Regions from separate parts of the Rattus norvegicus genome. Here region 2 is linked to region 1. A link is a contact called in public Hi-C data. All regions are on one chromosome and are shown on one strand. The core of a region is the stretch at or near the end of the contact, and the rest is flanking DNA. Distances in the headings are between cores, read along the strand shown.

Evidence for each region. Hi-C and Micro-C count contacts between places; a contact is called where the count stands out from the background.
Region 2: a Hi-C map of the Rat2 cell line shows a contact between it and region 1, with 2.8 times the contacts expected there. The contact joins the enhancer-like site here to the promoter of Sik2 in region 1. A contact is called at or near these places in 5 of 12 Hi-C or Micro-C datasets (the A7r5 cell line, the Rat2 cell line, Schwann cells and 2 more).

Annotation. Positions count from the first base shown.
Region 1 is chr8:60,219,416-60,224,078 of GRCr8, forward strand. It overlaps Sik2 (salt-inducible kinase 2), which reads right to left and starts at 2,235. Exons shown (of 16, transcript NM_001427328.1): 1 at 1,961-2,235. The coding sequence starts at 2,095. LOC120094336 (a long non-coding RNA gene) reads left to right here and starts at 2,344. Exons shown (of 3, transcript XR_005488650.2): 1 at 2,344-3,051. It also overlaps the pseudogene LOC120094545.
Region 2 is chr8:60,260,390-60,265,052 of GRCr8, forward strand. It overlaps Layn (layilin), which reads right to left. Exons shown (of 8, transcript NM_001191997.1): 8 at 3,067-3,458. The coding sequence ends at 3,098. All of the region lies in intron 2 of LOC120094336 (a long non-coding RNA gene), which reads left to right. Among named protein-coding and RNA genes, the nearest start is that of Layn, 18 kb to the right of the region's middle. Within about 2 kb of position 2,257, at least 2 of the 93 cell types and tissues checked have an H3K27ac peak or open chromatin away from gene starts, as enhancers often do.

The DNA.
Region 1 (4,663 bases), core at 985-3,484:
AAAGACTTTTAAGTATAGTAACTACTAGACCATTTCCCCTTTCTATGTCTTAGTATCAACAATCACAAAATTACCACAAAATGCTCAGCCTTACTCATTGTAAAAAACAGAAAAGCACAAGGGAGGAGGAACCTATAGAATAAAGTATAGCTTTTAACATAAAATAATTTTATACACACAGACTACACACACACCCTTTAGCAAGAGGGTTCATGCAAGAGCTTTCATGATCTGACAGGTGTCTTCAATCACGAATGTTACTAATCTGACAGGCATAGGCAGTGTTGCTCCACAGTGCCCCCTAGCCGGCTTCCTAAAAAAAAATCAGTTTGAAAGGGACACCCATCAGAGTTGTCACCCTCCAGAGAAAGTGTAAATTGCCATCAGCTCCACCGAAGCAGCTCTCAGATCTCAGATACAACTTTAAACTCTGACAACAGCTGACTACTAAAGATTGCTAATGAGAAAAAAATTGTATGAACGGATTTGGTCTCCAACAATGTAACCAATGTGACTCTCTCTGTAATGTGCTATTTTTGGCAGTCATTGAAAAGTCATAAATACACCCATTTAAGATACTTCCTTTTAATTTAACATCGGAGTAAAGGTATAACATTTGGCCATAGCTCTTTACAAAACTGAAACAACTTTATTCATTAAAAAAAATGCTGGGATCAGATTAAGCTATGCAAAATTTTGGTAATGTCAATATGCTTATCATTACAGGCAATCTAGATTCGTAACACTGGTAAAATCGTAAAAGGAAAAATTTTGACCTTGGTACTGATGCCCTAAAGAAGAAAGATTTAGGTGGTATGTCGGGGATTTGTGAGGCTAAACAAAAATGAAGACGTGTTAGACATACCCTCCTTCTTTATGGAAATGGACATGAAGCAAAACTTTTAAGTACAACTGCTAAGAGAACAGTAAAGCTTTTAAATGCCCTTCACCTTACGTAAGTCATGGGAGGGGGGCGGCGGGGGGGGTTCTACATTCAAAGGTTAGAACGTTCTTAAGAACGTATTAGGGAAAAAAAACCCGAAAAGGATGAAAACGGAGGAGAGAAACTGGAAACCGGTGAAACTCCAGTAGAATCACAAGGCAGAATATAGTACGTCAAAACCACTATGTTGTAGTCTAAGAAATGGTAGTGTTGCGATCGTTTTTTCCAAGGTATTTAATTTGCACGTCTTAAAATAGAGACCCCGAGGAGAGCAGCTTGAGGCAATGGAAGGAAGAGGGTGGGCTAGGTAAGAACAGAGACTTGGGGAGAAAATATGTGCGGTGCCTTAGAATGTACCACGGAGGGGGGATGCTGGAAAGTCAATGTCAGGAAGCCAGTTGAGGGCTGAGTAGAGTCCATCTGATGTGGCTTAAGGAATGTGTGCTCCGAGCCAGCATGCACACCTGGTAAAGGGACAACCCCAGAGAACGGTGCAGGGCTGAGATGACCATTTTTAACAGCTCTATTGTCTGGTGTATTTGCTATAGCCACTGCAAGTGCTCAAGCCAGTCAAGGCACCGAATCAGAGACTCTGCGGGCCCAAAGCAGAGAAGATGGACAGCGGTCCGTCCGCACCGGTCCGGTCTGCGGCACCCCCTTCTCGCCGGACAGAGAAGGACACTAGGTCCGGGCCGCGCTCCGCGTCCGCCGAGCCCGGGAGCTGCTGGTCCCCTTCTCCGGCCGGCGACATTGGTCCCCGTGCGGCCCCGGAGCACCGAGACTTCCCTTCCCACCCCACCCCCAGCCAAAAGCCGGGAAGACGCGGAACTTGTGCTCGGGAGCCGAGGCCACAGACCAGGTTCCCGGGTGGGAGACTCGGGACGGAAGACTGTGTGGCTTCCCGGGGACACCCTACACACACTCGACCTGCACCCCGTGGTCCCCGCAGTGCCAGGCCCGCCGTTCCCTACCCGGGGCGCAACCACGCCACGCTCCCGCCGAACCCCGGGGCCGCACCTCCGTCTTGGTGATCCGGTGCCGCCCCAGCTTCACCACGGCGAAGTTGCCCTTGCCCAGCGTGCCCTCGATGTCGTAGAACCCCACCCGGACCGGCCCGCGCTGCAAGTGCCTCGGGCCATCCGCCATGACCATGCTTGGCCCCCGCTGCAGAACACGACGACGGGAGCGTGAACGAAGGGGCCGGCACGAAGCGGCGCGGAGCGGGCAGGAGGGCGTCGGGCGGCGCGCCTGGGCTCTGGGCGACGGCCGCGGCTCTCGCCCGGGCGCTGCTTCCCTCCCGCCCCACAGGGCCCAGCCAGGCGCGCGCCGGCGCTGACGTGCGCCGACGTCAGGGGGCCGGGGCAGGGGGCGGGGGCGGGCCTCCATCGGTCACCATGACTACCGCAGCGCCGCCGACGTCGGGGGCGGGAGGGAGGGGCGGCACGCGGGTCGGGCAGGCACGAGGCTTCCGGCCGCTGCAAGGCCTGACAGGGCTGAGGAGGGCGTCGCGGCCGGGGGCGGGGTCGCCGTCTGTCCGCTCCGCCCTGCTCCTCTTGTCTTCCAGCAGAAGCGCAAGAGCGAGCCCTGGTGGGCCGCGCCGAGGATGCACTGGGAGCGTCTCCTGTAGGGTCACCCGGCATTCTCCGCCCGGGCAGCCCTTCCCGCCAAAACCTCTCCCTCAGCGGACTGCAGCGCTAAATTTGGAGCCCGAAGAGCACCGTGGCTGAGCAACGCACTGCTCACAGCCTCTTTTCTTTGTGTTCTTTTTAGCTCCCTTCTCGGTACTATATACGTCTTTCCACTTTTTGACATCTCTGAGGATTTCTATTCACAGCAGTCAGTCACTTGCAAAAAAAGGAAAAAAAAAATGCCAGCGCTGAAGAGATGATTAAGTCCGGAATTCGGAACTCCTAAGAGGCTTTGAAGCCTGGAACTTCTGCATCATAGGCAGAGTTTTGCTTAGTTGAGCCTGTCTCTGGGGAGAGGTGACCCTGTATTATCCTAAAAGGCTTTGGGAACTTGTAAACGGTTAAAAGGTACCTAATCCGATTTGTTTCCAGATGATGGAGCAGGCTGCTAGAACGAAGGGAGTTGCCAACGTCGCACAGGTAATGCTAGAATTCTAATTATAACCCATCACACTGGTCTTCCGTATGGTGGACCTAAGTAAACAGCAACATTTTAATATCTTGAAATATATTATGTGTGTCCAGACCTTGGTTCCTGGGTACCCATTGTCCATTAAAAGAAACTCAATTCATTGGAAGTAATGACTGAGTCCAAGGCAGACAGGGCAATTCTAAGATGATCTAAGATCTTATCTGAGTAAACAAGGGGATCTTTTGTATACGACAGGAAGGATATGTCAAAAGAGAAGACAGTTTGAAGGGACCCACCACTGACAAATCTGAGCCAATCTAAATATCAAAAAGAACAATTTTAGAAATACACTATAACATATTACTTTTACATTTCATTTTGTGTAGAAGTCAGAGGACAGGGTGTGTGAGTTGGTTCTAGCCTTCCACTGTGGCCCTAGGGATAGTCACTGTAGGTAACTTGATCCAATGTGCCATCTCTTAGGCACTACATTGCTTTTTTGTGTTGTCATTTTGTTTTGTTTTGTTTTGTTTTTTAAACAGCGTCTCACTATGTAGCCTTAGGTAACCTGTAACTTGCCACATAGGCCAGGCTGGCTCATACCTAACAGAGATGTCTCCCGAGTGCTGAGATTAAAAGCAGGTATCACCATTCCCAACCCACATTAAAAACTTAAAAGGAGCCCATACCTCATATTTTCACTTTAACTTTTTAAAGACAGGCTCTCAGAAATATGATATATGTGATAAGCCCTACTAAATCTCTATTCCCACCCACCCCCTCCTCTAACTGAGGAAACTCAAAACTCAGAACTGTACACATGCTAGGCAAGTATTGTAGCACTGAGCTATGTTCCCGGGAGGGATAAATGAGAGGAGGACGCAAGTAGAAATTATCAAATCACCATTTTGTGGTTGTTATAGTAATAATTGGTTCAGAAAAGAATTATCGATAGGTGTTAAAGTCAGTGGGTGAAATTTGACTGGGGAATGGGGTATTTATACAGTCTCAAAATACCTTTGGATTTTGAAAAATATCATTGGGAAGGGTTACCAGAGGCTAACAAATTCCAGTGAAGAAGTCTGACAGGCGCTTTCCTGATGAAATGATCCAAGTTACTCGTTGGACTAAAGTAACACACAAGGTCATCTGATCCGAGGTACCCAGGAGACAGCTCTGAAGTGTACATATTCTGTAAAAAGTAAAAGTACATATTCTGGGAAAAGTTTTCAATTAGCAATAATCGTGCCTTGGATAAACCTCATTGGCTATGATACTGCCACTGTGCAATCTGTCACAAAGGAACAAACCAGAAACATGTAAACTGCGCAAACCTACCCCCTAATTATTCTGCACACTTAAAGATGCCATTGTCCTGAAAGAAAGGCTGGGGAAGAATTTTAGATTTACGGTCTTAAGAGACATGCCACTACAGGTGCTAGAAAAACATGGTACCAAGGAATACTATCAGGGCAGTAGTTGAAAATGGAATTGGATGCATATTAGATAAAAGTATTCTTCCAATGTTGATTCCTTTAAAGATTTATTTTACTTTTAGTGATGTGTATGTGTGGGTATTTATGTGCACGTATGAATGCAGACGCCCATAGTGTCCCCAAA
Region 2 (4,663 bases), core at 1,007-3,506, 41 kb after region 1:
GTTTCCTGACTAAGCCCTTAGTGCATTGGTGTTTCTTACTATTACTGTCGAGCAGTTATAAACTGTTGTGAAAACAGAGTTTAACAAACAGTACAACCCTAACTTTGAGCTCCTTAAGGTAGACTAAATTTTCTTATTAGTATATGGAAATGCTATCTTATATTCAAGTACCTATTTGAAGGTTATGGTCCATTTAATAAGCCCATTATGTCTAGAAAACTTTATAACTGGCCTTACTATATTTTGGGAGGCTTGTTTTTCCTCATGTTCTTGACCTGATAACTCATTCTGGTCACCTTTTCTGATGTTCAGTCTCAAGACTCTCTGGTAACTTACGATTAGTTAGGAATTAGTAACCGTTTACTGGTCTTCAGGAGAAAGAGACAAAGGTCTGTAGAAAAATGACTTTGCCTCTGAGGGTGCAATTCCGTGCAATTTCATATTTGTATCTGTCTCTGTTATTATGAGTGTCTTACTACAAGTTCAGGAGGCTGTCAAATGCTCTACAGAAGCTATTACAATATTGAAATAAAATGATTTTGGAGTTGAAAGACACCTTGATGTTTATTCTAGATCACACAACTCATTTGCATTTCCAAAGGGGAAAGATGGGGAATATTGGAAGAAAGGTGTCACTGAATTGGATATTGCAGGCTGGCTCATCACAGCTCCCTGCCAGAACCTGGGGCTAGGTACTGAGGACGGTTCTATTAGGAGTTCATTTACTTTTGTCTTTGATCAAAGACTGTTAGATGCTATCAGCCACAGCCTGTATATTGACTTCAGATGCATGGGTAGCATAGTGTGAGTCATGGAATCCATGGCTATAGAAATTATGTTTGTAAATGGTTTTCCAAAAATAATTTCTAACAGAGGAGAGATTGCAGGTACAGTGCATCCCTGTCCCCATATCACACGAGAGAAAGTGGTCAACCTGATAGTCCATTGTCCTTTATTACTTCACTGTGTGCTTTCTGGGAAGACATTCCCAGTGCCAAGAGGCCATGTCCTCAGGGCAACGCAAAAGTTAGGAAGTTAGCACTGCACGTTTTTGACATTTAGTCCTCAGACGTCATCCACATTTGTTCCCATCTTCTCCTTTACAGGAGAAAAGGGATCCATTTCAGGATCTGGTCACGCTTGGAGCCATCACCTTACTGTCCTCCTATTGCAGCTGCCCCTGTCTCGCTTCCACCGTCTTTACCATCAGAGTTCAGGTTTGCCGTCCAGGTAGTTTGTAGATTGTCCATCAAATTGTTGTTATGCAAGGCCTCCTTATGATCAGCTTGTACACTGTGAGACAGCGTGGATGTGATGCCATGTCCCTCTCACCACACCACAGTGTGAGGTCTACAATCTCAGTACACTTCGTCGTCCACAGAATTCACATTCATCAGGTGACTGAGGTGGCTTTGCCTGTTGGGTCACTTTTGCAATCAATGATCTTTACCTGAAATCATGTAAATATACCATCTACATCAAAGTTTTAATTTATTCTTTTATTTTGTATCAGCATATGCCCATGTTTTCCCACTTTACCCATTGAGTCACATTCTCTTTGTTGGTTTTACTTTCAATGATTTAATATTCAAATTAATCCTCATTACCAAAGGTGGATCATTACGAGTTGGTGTCTGTGATCTGCTGATTCTTTTTTTTTTCTCTCTCTCTCTCTCTTTTTTTTTTTTTTCCGGAGCTGGGGACCAAACCCAGGGCCTTGCGCCTGCTAGGCAAGCACTCTACCACTGAGCTAAATCCCCAACCCTATCTGCTGATTCTTAATCAGTCTTGCTTGGTGGTGGTGTAAAATTTCCCAAATGAACATTCTCATTCCCAATCTCTTTAAGTTTTAACAATGGTATTACTTAACAGTACAAATATACAATGTGTACTAGTCAACCAAGGCAATAAATATATTTTTATCATGACTTTGTGTTTGCTGCCCTTGAGCTCCTTTCTCATAGTTATTCATAAATACGTTATAGGTCATTGTGATATCCGGGTCCTCATTGTTCCTGTAGAACAATAAACCTGTTAATTCTATCTATGTTTAGATACCCATTATTTCCTTTTCATTACTTAAGTAACTCATATTTCTTCTGCTTCTGTCCTTGAGTCATCCAGTTTCATGGAGTACTGGCTTATTTAATGGAAAACACACATATACATACACATATAAACATACATATATATGTATACTCAGTACATAAAATTCCACAATGACGGCAGCACTGTTTCGATTCCCCTTGCACACAACAGGACCTGTTCCAGTTTCCTCCCTTCTGGTGACCGTGGCTGCCTTCTCTGATAGTGAGAAGCCTGCCTCTCCTTTTCCTTACTAGGTCGACTCTTTTCACCAGTCCTGTATACAGTCAGTTTCCTATGCTGCTGCCACCCATCCCCAGAACAGCACATACTGTCTGAGCCCAGAGAAGAAGAAGCTCTGAAGCAAACAGAGCTCATTTTTACTTTCGAAAGTATTTCCAAGTTGGACTTTTCCAAGTTTAGATGTTGGGAGAATGAAAAAAAAAAAAAAAACTCCCCTGAGGCCACATGCAGAGGAAGGGCTGTAGACACAGACTGACTAACATTCTGCTTCCTGCTTTTTATTGACTTTTTTTTTCAGGGGTGGGGGTGGGATGCAGGTTGGGAATTGTTGATGTGCAGGCCAGCCTGGGGCTTCCATACAGAGGCTTTGAGAGGATCCCACCATTTGTGTCTTTGTGATTGCCTGCACAGATGTACAGAGCAAGGAAAACAGAGCCTAGAGGTAGGCTTTCCAAGCTCCCTGGTCACACCTTAATCCTGACCAGGGAAAGCACCAGCTCTTGAGCGTCAGTTGGAAGCCACTGGCTTTCTCTGAGGGTCTGCTGTGCAGCAGCCCCTTGGGTGAGGTGCCTTGGACCAGGCTGAGCTGGACGAGGTTCCTGGATAGGGAGTGCAGCCAGAACTTGGGGACCCAGAAGGAACTTGTGATGCTGTGCTTGCCCCTAAGACCTGAGCTGAACCTTCTCATAAGCCTTCTGAATATCGTCTTTGTAAGACATTGGAGGCTTTTCCTTCTCTTTTTACATTCTTGCTGGTTTTTTCATATGTCTTAGTAATATATTTCATTTTCTACCCATCCACTCTCCTTGCTCCTCCCCATTCTGTCGGGGGAGAATTCATAGATGTCATTGGTCACAAATCTACCCTCCATACTTGCCAAAGTCACTAACCCACTTTCAGAAGGGTTTATAACCATGTTGTCATAGTCACAAGACGTGTCATCGGGCATGGCTTCCCCAGAACACACCCGGAAGGAGATGTTCTTCAGATCTGGCCGGGGCTCGGCTAAATCAGCTTCACTTTGTTTTCTGATGACATTGTAAACTTCTAGGTCAGGGCTGTTCTCTTGGTGAGGAGTGGGCCAAATGGTGTGCTGCTCCTTTGTGGGAGGGTCTGTCTGTTCCCGTTTTCTGGAAGAAGAGAACCAGGCTGAGTATCTGGGACCAGGGTCCTGAGAATGTCCCTGTTCCTATTGAAGTGGAGGAAGTGACCTGAGGAAGTCAGCTCGCTCTGCTTCTCACCTACCTACCCCAATAGGCTTTGTGCATCAGGTAGGAGACACCCCAGAAGACTGCTCTACTCATGGTCTGTTTACTGTCGTGAGTTTGGGTTTCAGGACTCCTTAGAGAATGTGGGGCCGGAAAATAATAGGAAAAGAATTACACTAAACCAAGCCAAACCCTAACCAACTGAACATTAAAAACAAAACTCATCGCTAAGCAAAATTAGCCATATTCTACCATAAGTATAGACAAGAGTGAGATTAATAATGTCATCGATTCTGTCACCAACAGAAATCACATTCCCATACCACATGAGTTATTAGAACTGCTTTGAAATATTTTGGGTTCACCTCTACTTCAATATTATAATTGTGCCTACCACTAAAAATCACTAATAAAGAAACAATACATCTTGGGAGATATTTTTGCTAAACTCTGCAGTAGTTTAATTACTTCTTTCTATCAATGCGTTTTGTTTGTAACACTTAAAAATATTGTTTAAGGGACTGGGGATGTAGCTAAATGTATACTTGGCTGGCATGTGGGAAGCCCTGAGTTCCCCAGACCACTTAAAAAATAAGGAAAGAAGGAAAACAGGAAAGAAGGACACACAGATGAGAGAGAGTATGCCCCCCAGTCCTGGCAAAGGGACAAATGCATTTAAAAGTGGAAATCAAGAACCAATTGTAGATAAGTCATTGGAAAATATATCTGTAATTGTTTAACTGAAGTCTATTTTAAATGCAAGAGAACTACCAACAAAAATGATTATAGATGTGACTAATACTTTTGAGTGTTTATTATATGCTTGTTTTATATATATATATATGTGTGTGTGTGTGTGTGTGTGTGTGTGTGTGTGTGTGTGTGTGTGTGTGTGTATTCATTGCTTAAACTCATAATAATAGTTTGAGGGGATTATTGAAATAGGTCCTGCATTGGAATTTTACAAATGTATTTCAAACTGCTCATCAAAGTGAGTCTAACTTAAGTTGGACTGATTTTTCTGCTGTAAAAGAGAATGCTAACCTCCTTGAGTGTCTGCCTTGATGCTGGGGAACAGCAGTGTAACAGAGAACGGTTGCATGTACTTAAAATACATGAGCACATGA